Linked DNA regions of Sus scrofa: region 1 is linked to region 2. Evidence: chromatin contacts called from public HiChIP or PLAC-seq data. All regions are on one chromosome and are shown on one strand. The core of a region is the stretch at or near the end of the contact, and the rest is flanking DNA. Distances in the headings are between cores, read along the strand shown.

Region 1 (3,854 bases), core at 1,128-3,627, 77 kb after region 2:
GCTTTCCTGCCATTTTCCCTTAATCTCTCCTTAACTAGAAGAAGTATGAAATGCTGAAAAGGGAAGAGAGCTGCTCGCCAGCCCCTGGCTAAGTGATGATCTGCTGAATTGTGCCACCATCACTAGCTGGCCTCAAGCATGTCACCTAACCTCCCGAACGTCTACTGCAAACCAACTACCACAAGTCCTGCTTGCGAAGTTTTTATTAGATGCAGGTCATACAAAATAAGAATATTGACCTGACTAAATAGGAAAAGCTCTTAAATTCTTTCTCTTCATCTTAAGATCCAAAGCTGCTATGGCCTCTTGGGGCAGGACCAAAGAACACTCAGGACCAGGCAGCCTTGCTTCTTCTCAAGGTGGTCTTGTCCAGGCCCCATCACTACTGACTGCTGTGCCCAAGTGAGTCAACTCAGCTCCTCTTCACCTGCCATATTTTTCTAAAAGCACAAATGTGGGTAAGTGGATTTGCTATCCACCCTACTCCACTCAGATTTCACCTTTTAGTCCTCGGGTCAGGGGCCGTGGCTGAGTCATGCTGGCCCCTGTGCCCAGCCCAGGGCTTAGAAGAGTAGACCACCCATCTACAAAATATTTCTTCCCACATGCTGGGCAATTTGTGCCAAGGCCAACTCTTTGCAAGGCTATTCTGTGCCCCCCCCCACTTCCCAACTCTGCTTTCCATCTATTTCCCACTTGGAGACAAGCTTTGGTCAGGACACGACCACCACTTCAGAGGAAGGCCAAGAGCCCTTAGTGAAGGCCTGTGCAGAGGCAGCTGCCTTGGCACAATCCAGTGCTGAACCCCACCCCCTCTCCCAAAGCAAGCCTCCATGGGGATGGCAGCTTGGAGAAATGCAAAACATTAAAGACAAGTGAGACAGTACTACCACTGTGCAATCACCACTTAAGGCAATTCTTTCAAGCTATTACTGGAGGACTAACAAAGTAAGAGAGAGGAACTGGCAGTCAGTATAGGGTGAGGGTAAGGTTTTCTTCTCTGCACTTGAAAAGTGCCAAGATTTACAGCAAGGAATGACCTGGTCAGATCTCAGAACAATTAGTTAGGAACAACTTGTTAAATACAGAAAAGTAGTCTAGTATGATGATTTGAACATAAGAACATACTCCAGACTTTAAAAGAACAGTGCCGCTCTCTAAAATGAACCATCTCTAGGCAAAATATATAAATTCATTCGCCCCCCCGATTTGCCCCAAGGCTCAGAGAAAAGTACAGATCCTCACACAAAATCTCTTAGTAATGAAGAAAACAGGAATCCAGAATACAAAATTATTGAATGCCACATAAAGCATGAATGAGACTCAAAAGTAACTTCTCAGGGAAATTAAGAGCTTACAGAAGACACCTAGCCTCCCACTCCCCAGCCAAACAAAGGTCCCAGTTCCTCACCAGCTCGTGTGTAGAACCAGTTCTCATCATAGGGAGCGAGTTCTTTATGCTTGGCCAGCTTGACAGTGTCCACCCATTCAGGGACTTTCAGCTTCCCGGACCTCGGAAAAAGGCACAATTCAGTCTCCAAACTCCATCCAATTCCCTCTCCTCAACACTACTTGGGGTAAACAGGAGCCCAAAGTGCCCCCAAATAAAAAGGGACTGAAATTCAATCCAGGCCTCATGGAGAAAGGGTGGATTCAAGAGACCTTCAACAGGCCTTCCCAGCCAGGAGAGAGAGAGCCTGAGGGCTCAGGCAAAGACGATGGCTTCCACTTACTCAACACCAGTCCCCACACTCACTTTTTGAGAAAGGCTGCCAGAGCTCTGACGAACTCCTGCTGGTTCACATCTTTTACAGTAACTCCAGGCATCTGCAAAAAAAGATCAAGTTTTTGAAGGACGATTAGTGGACTGACAGGAGCATAGCCCCAACGCGACCTAAACCGCCGCACTCCCTTCACTTCAGAAGGCCCTACAGGCCGCGGCGCCGGTGAGTCCTAGAGCTCACCGACGCCCACGTTCTCTCTGGGTCGCACGAACACTGCTTACCTGCTTCTTTGTGAAGACGCTGTACGACCCCAGCCCCTGATTCTAGGCCCACCCGGTATTCCCCGCTGCCCCGCCAGGCCCAGCTTCGGTTCCCGGACCGCGCGGATCAGACAAGCCCGGGCTTGCAGCTCGCACGTGGCCGCGGGTCCAGGGGGCGGGGTGGCCCTCGCGCGGGGGCTCCGGAGCCCTCAGGCACAAACTGCGGGCTCGGGAGTCGGGCTCCAACTCCCCACGCCCAACTAGGACCAGAGAACCGGACTTACCGTGCGGCCTCCGCGCTGCCAGCCAGGGGAAAGGGAGCAACGGGGTTTCCCGGGCGCACAAGTCGGGCGACTGTTATCGCGAGAGTTCCGAAAGATCGCGAGAGTGGGATTCGAACGAGCAGCTCCGCCTCTCTCAGGGCAAAAAGGGCTTCGCCTCTGAGACGTGGGAGGGCGTGGTGTGAGGGTGGAGGCTTGTTTCTCCCCGCCCTAGTCCTGAGCTGGAGGGATCTGGCTTTGTTTGCGATGATCGTGGATGGAACGAACGGCGGAGGAGATTGTGTTTCTTGGCAGAAATTATAGGAAGTTGGGTGGGCATGAAAGAGAGAGCAATCGCCGCCGCTGGCGTCCCTGGCGGGATGACCCTTTTTTTGGTAGTGGCTTGGCTGGCCGGAAGTGGGGCTAGTAAGGGCGGAACTGTGACCTGGAGTCCAAGGTGGGGCAGGGGAGAAGTGTGGCCACCACCTTCACTTCTCTGACTAGCAGTACTCGCGAGAGCAGAGACGGAAGCTCCACCCTTCTTAGGGCGGAAACTGCTTCGCCGAGACCTGCGAGAGCGGAGTGGGAAGGAGACACTGGAGGTGAGGAACATATAAGGGCATGGGCAAGGAGGCGGAGTCGAATTCAGCTCTACCTCCTAGTACCAGAATCTTTAGGTTTATCTTGCCCAATTAGATTTATTTACCTGACTGACCGGTGCAGCATTAGTCAGTCCACTTGCCTTTTCAGCGCTTTAGTCACTCCATTAAGGAAAAAAAAAAAAAAATGAAATGGAGACACTGAGATCCCCATTATTTGCCGTCTTTAAAAGTGGCTACTGGAGTTCCCGTCGTGGCGCAGTGGTTAACGAATCTGATTAGGAACCATGAGGTTGCGGGTTCGATCGTTAAAGGATCCGGCGTTGCCGTGAGCTGTGGTGTAGGTTGCAGACGCGGCTCGGAACCTATGTTGCTGTGGCTCTGGCATAGGCCAGTGACTACAGCTCCGATTCGACCCCTAGCCTGGGAACCTCCACATGCTGTGGGAGTGGCCCTAGATAAAGCAAAACAAAACAAAAACAAACAAACAAACAAAAAAGTGACTACTGGAGTTCCGTCGTGGAGCAGTGGCTAATGAATCCGACTAGGAACCATGAGGTTGCGGGTTCGGTCCCTGGACTCACTCAGTGGGTTAAGGATCTGGAGTTGCAGTGAGCTGTGGTGTAGGCTGCCAGCAACAGCTCCGATTCGACCCCTAGCCTGGGAACCTCCATATGCCGCGGGTGCGGCCCTAAAAAGACAAAAAAAAAAAAAAAAAAGAAAAAAAAAGAAAAAAAAAAGAATTAGAGATTACAAAAAAGAACAAGAAAACAGCCAACATTTGAAAATTAAGACGTTTTACAAAGAAATCTAGGCTTCCAGCTTCCACTGAAAAATCAGAAGATATGGCGATACTGAGCCCACGTTCCTGCCTGGCAACAGTGCGGTAGGGCCAAAAGGGAAGCTGCCTCCATAGGTAGGGTATACATTTCTCAGTTTTCTAGGGCTCCTCTGGCCTCCTTTACTTATTGATACGATCCACTTAGCCTTGTAGGTATTTCAGTCTGTGCT
Region 2 (3,897 bases), core at 1,347-3,846:
TAAGAGCTACCTGATGTCCCACGTGGGTGTTCTCCTTCAGCCCCACCCAGCCTGGGAAAATGAGGACCAGTCTGTGTAAGGGAGCCCAGGCTTCTGGATACTGCCACACACACTTGTTTTTCCTTTCTTTCTTTCTTTTTTAGGACTGCACCCACAGAATATGGAAGTTCCCAGGCTAGGGATCAAATTAGAGCTACAGTTCATGGCCACAGCCACAGCCACGGCCACAGCCACTGAAATGCCAGGTCTGAGCCTCGTCTTCGACCTATACCACAGCTCACAGCAATGCCAGAGCCTTAACCCACTGAGCGAGGCCAGGGATCAAACCCACAACCTCATGGAACACCTCCACATAATTTTCTTTTTTTTTTTTTCTTTTTTTTTTTTTGTCTTTTTGTTGTTGTTGTTATTGTTGCTATTTCTTGGGCCGCTCCCGCGGCATATGGAGGTTCCCAGGCTAGGGGTCAGATCGGAGCTGCAGCCACCGGCCTACGCCAGAGCCACAGCAACGCGGGATCCAAGCTGCGTCTGCAACCTACACCACAGCTCACAGCAACGCCAGATCGTTAACCCACTGAGCAAGGGCAGGGACTGAACCCGCAACCTCATGGTTCCTAGTCAGATTCGTTAACCACTGCGCCACGACGGGAACTCCTCTTTTTTTTTTTTTTTTTTTTTTTTTTTTTGTCTTTTTGCCTTTTTCTTGGGCTGCTCCCGAGGCATATGGAGGTTCCCAGGCTAGGGGTCCAATCGGAGCTGTAGCCGCCGGCCTACGCCAGAGCCACAGCAACACAGGATCCGAGCCACATCTGCGACCTACACCACAGCTCACGGCAACGCCGGATCGTTAACCCACTGAGCAAGGGCAGGTTCCTAGTCAGATTCATTAACCACTGCGCCATGACGGGAACTCCCCACATAATTTTCTTGAGGCCATATTCTAGGGCATCTCTTTAGAATTCTGGCCGGTTTTCCACAGCTCATTCAGGAGCAAAGACTGAGAGAACCATGGCTGTGGGGACCCGGGGAGAGACAGGCGGCCCACGTGGCAGACACCAGTCCCTCTTTGGGACATCCAAGGGGCCAGCAGCAGCAACTACGTTACAGACATATTTGAGAAGGCTGAACTCTAGAAATAATCATAACATTCATGACAATGTAGTGGCAAAAACAACATCACCATTTATTGAGTGGTTATAAAATAGCAAGACTCTTTCAAGCACTTCACATGGATCATTCAACCCAACCTTAACCCATGAGTGTGGAACCAGGATGATCTTCACTGTCCAATGAAGACAGGGAGTTGATGAAATCAACACAGGCTGGATTTTGACCTCTGACCCAAGAAATCCAGTTCTTTTAGTTGTAACTACTCCGTCTTTTAAAAATTCTCAGAGTTCCCATCATGGCTCAGTGGTAACAAACCCAACAAGTATCCATGGGGACGCGTATTTGATCCTTGGCCTTGCTCAGTGGGTTAAGTGTCTGGCGTTGCTGTGAGCTGTGGTGTAGGTCACAGATGTGCCTCGGATCCCGCCTTGCTGTGGCTGTGGTGTGGGCCAGCAGCTGCAGCTCTGATTCGACCCCTAGCCTGGGAACCTCCACATGCCACGGGTGTGGCCCTAAAATGACAATAAATAAATAAATAAAAATTAAAAATTAAAATCCCTCATTCCCCTCAATAAAACTGGAATAAAAAAAGATTAAAAAAAAAAAAAAACAACTCACCCCTTTACTTTCCCCTACTTCCCTTTACCCTCTCCATAGCAGGGGCATCCTTGAGGTCCTAATCCTAACCCATCCATCCTTAGGAGCCCAGAGTTGTGGGGGAGCTTTGCTCCCCATCTTAGATAACCCCCTTCAGCAACCATGGCCCCCTCACTAGCCTTTGAAGAAGGATGGAATGGATTCCTACAAATATTCTACAGTCTCACTATTCAAATGTGGTCCATGAGTTCCCTGGTGGCTCAGGATCCCCCACTGTCACTGCTGTGCTAGGGTTGCTGCTGTGGCTAGGGTTCGATCCTTAGCCAGAAAACGTAGCATGTCCCCACCCACCCCACTCCCTGCCTGCCACAAAAAAAAAAAAAGAGCCAGTGAATGGGTCTCACCCCAGATCTGATAAATCAGAACATCTGAGTGTTTAATCACGGTTTTTTTTAATATCCTTAGAGTCAGAATGACAGCCCTACACAGTCCCCACTGTACAGAGACTGCTCGGGGTAGTACACGACGTCTTCTGCCTTTACACTCCCCCGACACCCTGACTCCTGACAGCTCACTTTCTCTGACCTCGCACGTCCTACCTTTGAAACTACAACTCCCACAATGCCCCCGAGGCACCCACGTCGCTTTACGCGACTACATCTCCCAAGGTGCTCCTCGAGCCATGCAGCCACCAGGGCGCCTACTCTCCCCGACATCGTCAGGACTACAACTCCCATAATACTCCGTGACAAACCTACCGCCCCCAGCGGCGCCGGAACGGCGCCACGTCCCCTCCGGCCACTTCGAGTGAGGCCGGTTTCGGGCGGGGCCCGTGGGGTGTGGAGGGCCCCAGCCTCGTTACAGCGGTTCTTCCCCTCACAACACAGACATGGCGGCCGAGAAGGACCAGCAGAAGGATGCCGAGGCGGAAGGGCTGAGCGCCACGTAAGCAAGTCTAATCTAGCCCCCCTGACCTAGACCCGAGAGTCATGGCTTCTCGCCCCTCATCCCTGGGGAGTTAGGAATCCGGACTCCTGGCCCCGGCTCAATCCCTTCCTCCCCTGGAATCCAGGAGTCCTGGACCATATCTCCCCCGCCCCCCAGAACCCCGGAGTCCCGCTCCCCTCGGCCCCCTTCTTGCTCGGGGGTCCGGGCTCCAACCCGGTCTACCGCTGACCTGGTCCCGCACCCCCCAGGACCCTGCTGCCGAAACTGATTCCCTCTGGCGCGGGCCGTGAGTGGCTGGAGCGGCGCCGTGCTACCATCCGCCCCTGGGGCTCCTTCGTGGACCAGCGGCGTTTTTCGCGTCCCCGCAACCTGGGCGAGCTTTGCCAGCGCCTCGTACGCAACGTGGAATACTACCAAAGCAACTATGTGTTTGTGTTCCTGGGCCTCATCCTGTACTGCGTGTGAGTGTCTCTCTGGCCAGAACAGCCCCCCTCAGCCAGGCCCCGCCCCCGCCAGGCTGCCATGTCTGCACTGGCCAGGCCCTGTCCCCATGGGATAGCTCTGTGGGATCTTTACCCCAGAGGACCAGGTCCCTACTCCATCAGCCTGGCTGGGATGCAGGGGGACCAAACATGACCTAGACTTGCGTGGTCCTAAGGACGTCCCCAGGTGTAGAAGGTCAGGGCCTTCGTGTCTGACGCAGCCCCAGCGGCCTGACTGTGCCTCCCTGCCCTCCTCCAGGGTAACATCGCCCATGCTGCTGGTAGCTCTGGCTGTCTTCTTTGGCGCCTGTTACATCCTCTATCTGCGCACGTTGCAGTCCAAGTTTGTGCTGTTTGGTGAGAAATCTGCCCAAACTCCTCTGATCCTGGCTCTTTGAATCCAAGCCTTAGACCTCAAACCTGAGTCCTTTTGAACCCAAGTCTGCCCAATCCTAGACCTACAGTAGATTCCCCATACCCACACCTGATGCTCCTATCCACTCTCAGTCCCCCCAAATTGCTGTTTCCCAAACCCAGAAGATATCCAAGAACCACTCCACCTAGCCGCTGGCCTTTTAAACCTCCTCCTTCTCTCTCCCTCATCTGCCAAAAGCATCAGCTGCAAGTACCCACATTGGACGCCAGGTGGCGACTTTACTCTAGCCTAAATCTGTCCTCCCCCTTTCGTGCTTCCTGGGATGGGAGTAGAAAAATCTTGGGACTTCTCAGAGGGAAGCTGAGGCCTGTGGCTCATGTGGTC

Evidence for each region. HiChIP or PLAC-seq counts read pairs in DNA pulled down with a chosen protein or histone mark.
Region 1: an H3K27ac HiChIP or PLAC-seq map of alveolar macrophages shows a contact between it and region 2. The contact joins the promoter of RPS19 here to the promoter of RABAC1 in region 2. A contact is called at or near these places in 1 of 5 promoter capture datasets (liver), 23 of 47 Hi-C or Micro-C datasets (adipose tissue, blood, embryonic fibroblasts and 10 more) and 2 of 2 datasets of contacts at active chromatin or transcription factors (alveolar macrophages and skeletal muscle).

What each region holds. Positions count from the first base shown.
Region 1 is chr6:50,007,758-50,011,611 of Sscrofa11.1, forward strand. RPS19 (40S ribosomal protein S19) reads right to left here and starts at 2,378. Exons shown (of 6, transcript XM_005655906.3): 1 at 2,269-2,378; 2 at 1,757-1,827; 3 at 1,412-1,512. The coding sequence starts at 1,827. DMRTC2 (doublesex- and mab-3-related transcription factor C2) reads right to left here. Exons shown (of 8, transcript XM_021094461.1): 8 at 3,555-3,854. It also overlaps a transcript of LYPD4 not described here.
Region 2 is chr6:49,930,992-49,934,888 of Sscrofa11.1, forward strand. It overlaps RABAC1 (Rab acceptor 1), which reads left to right and starts at 2,597. Exons shown (of 5, transcript NM_001031795.1): 1 at 2,597-2,652; 2 at 2,904-3,116; 3 at 3,397-3,494. The coding sequence starts at 2,597.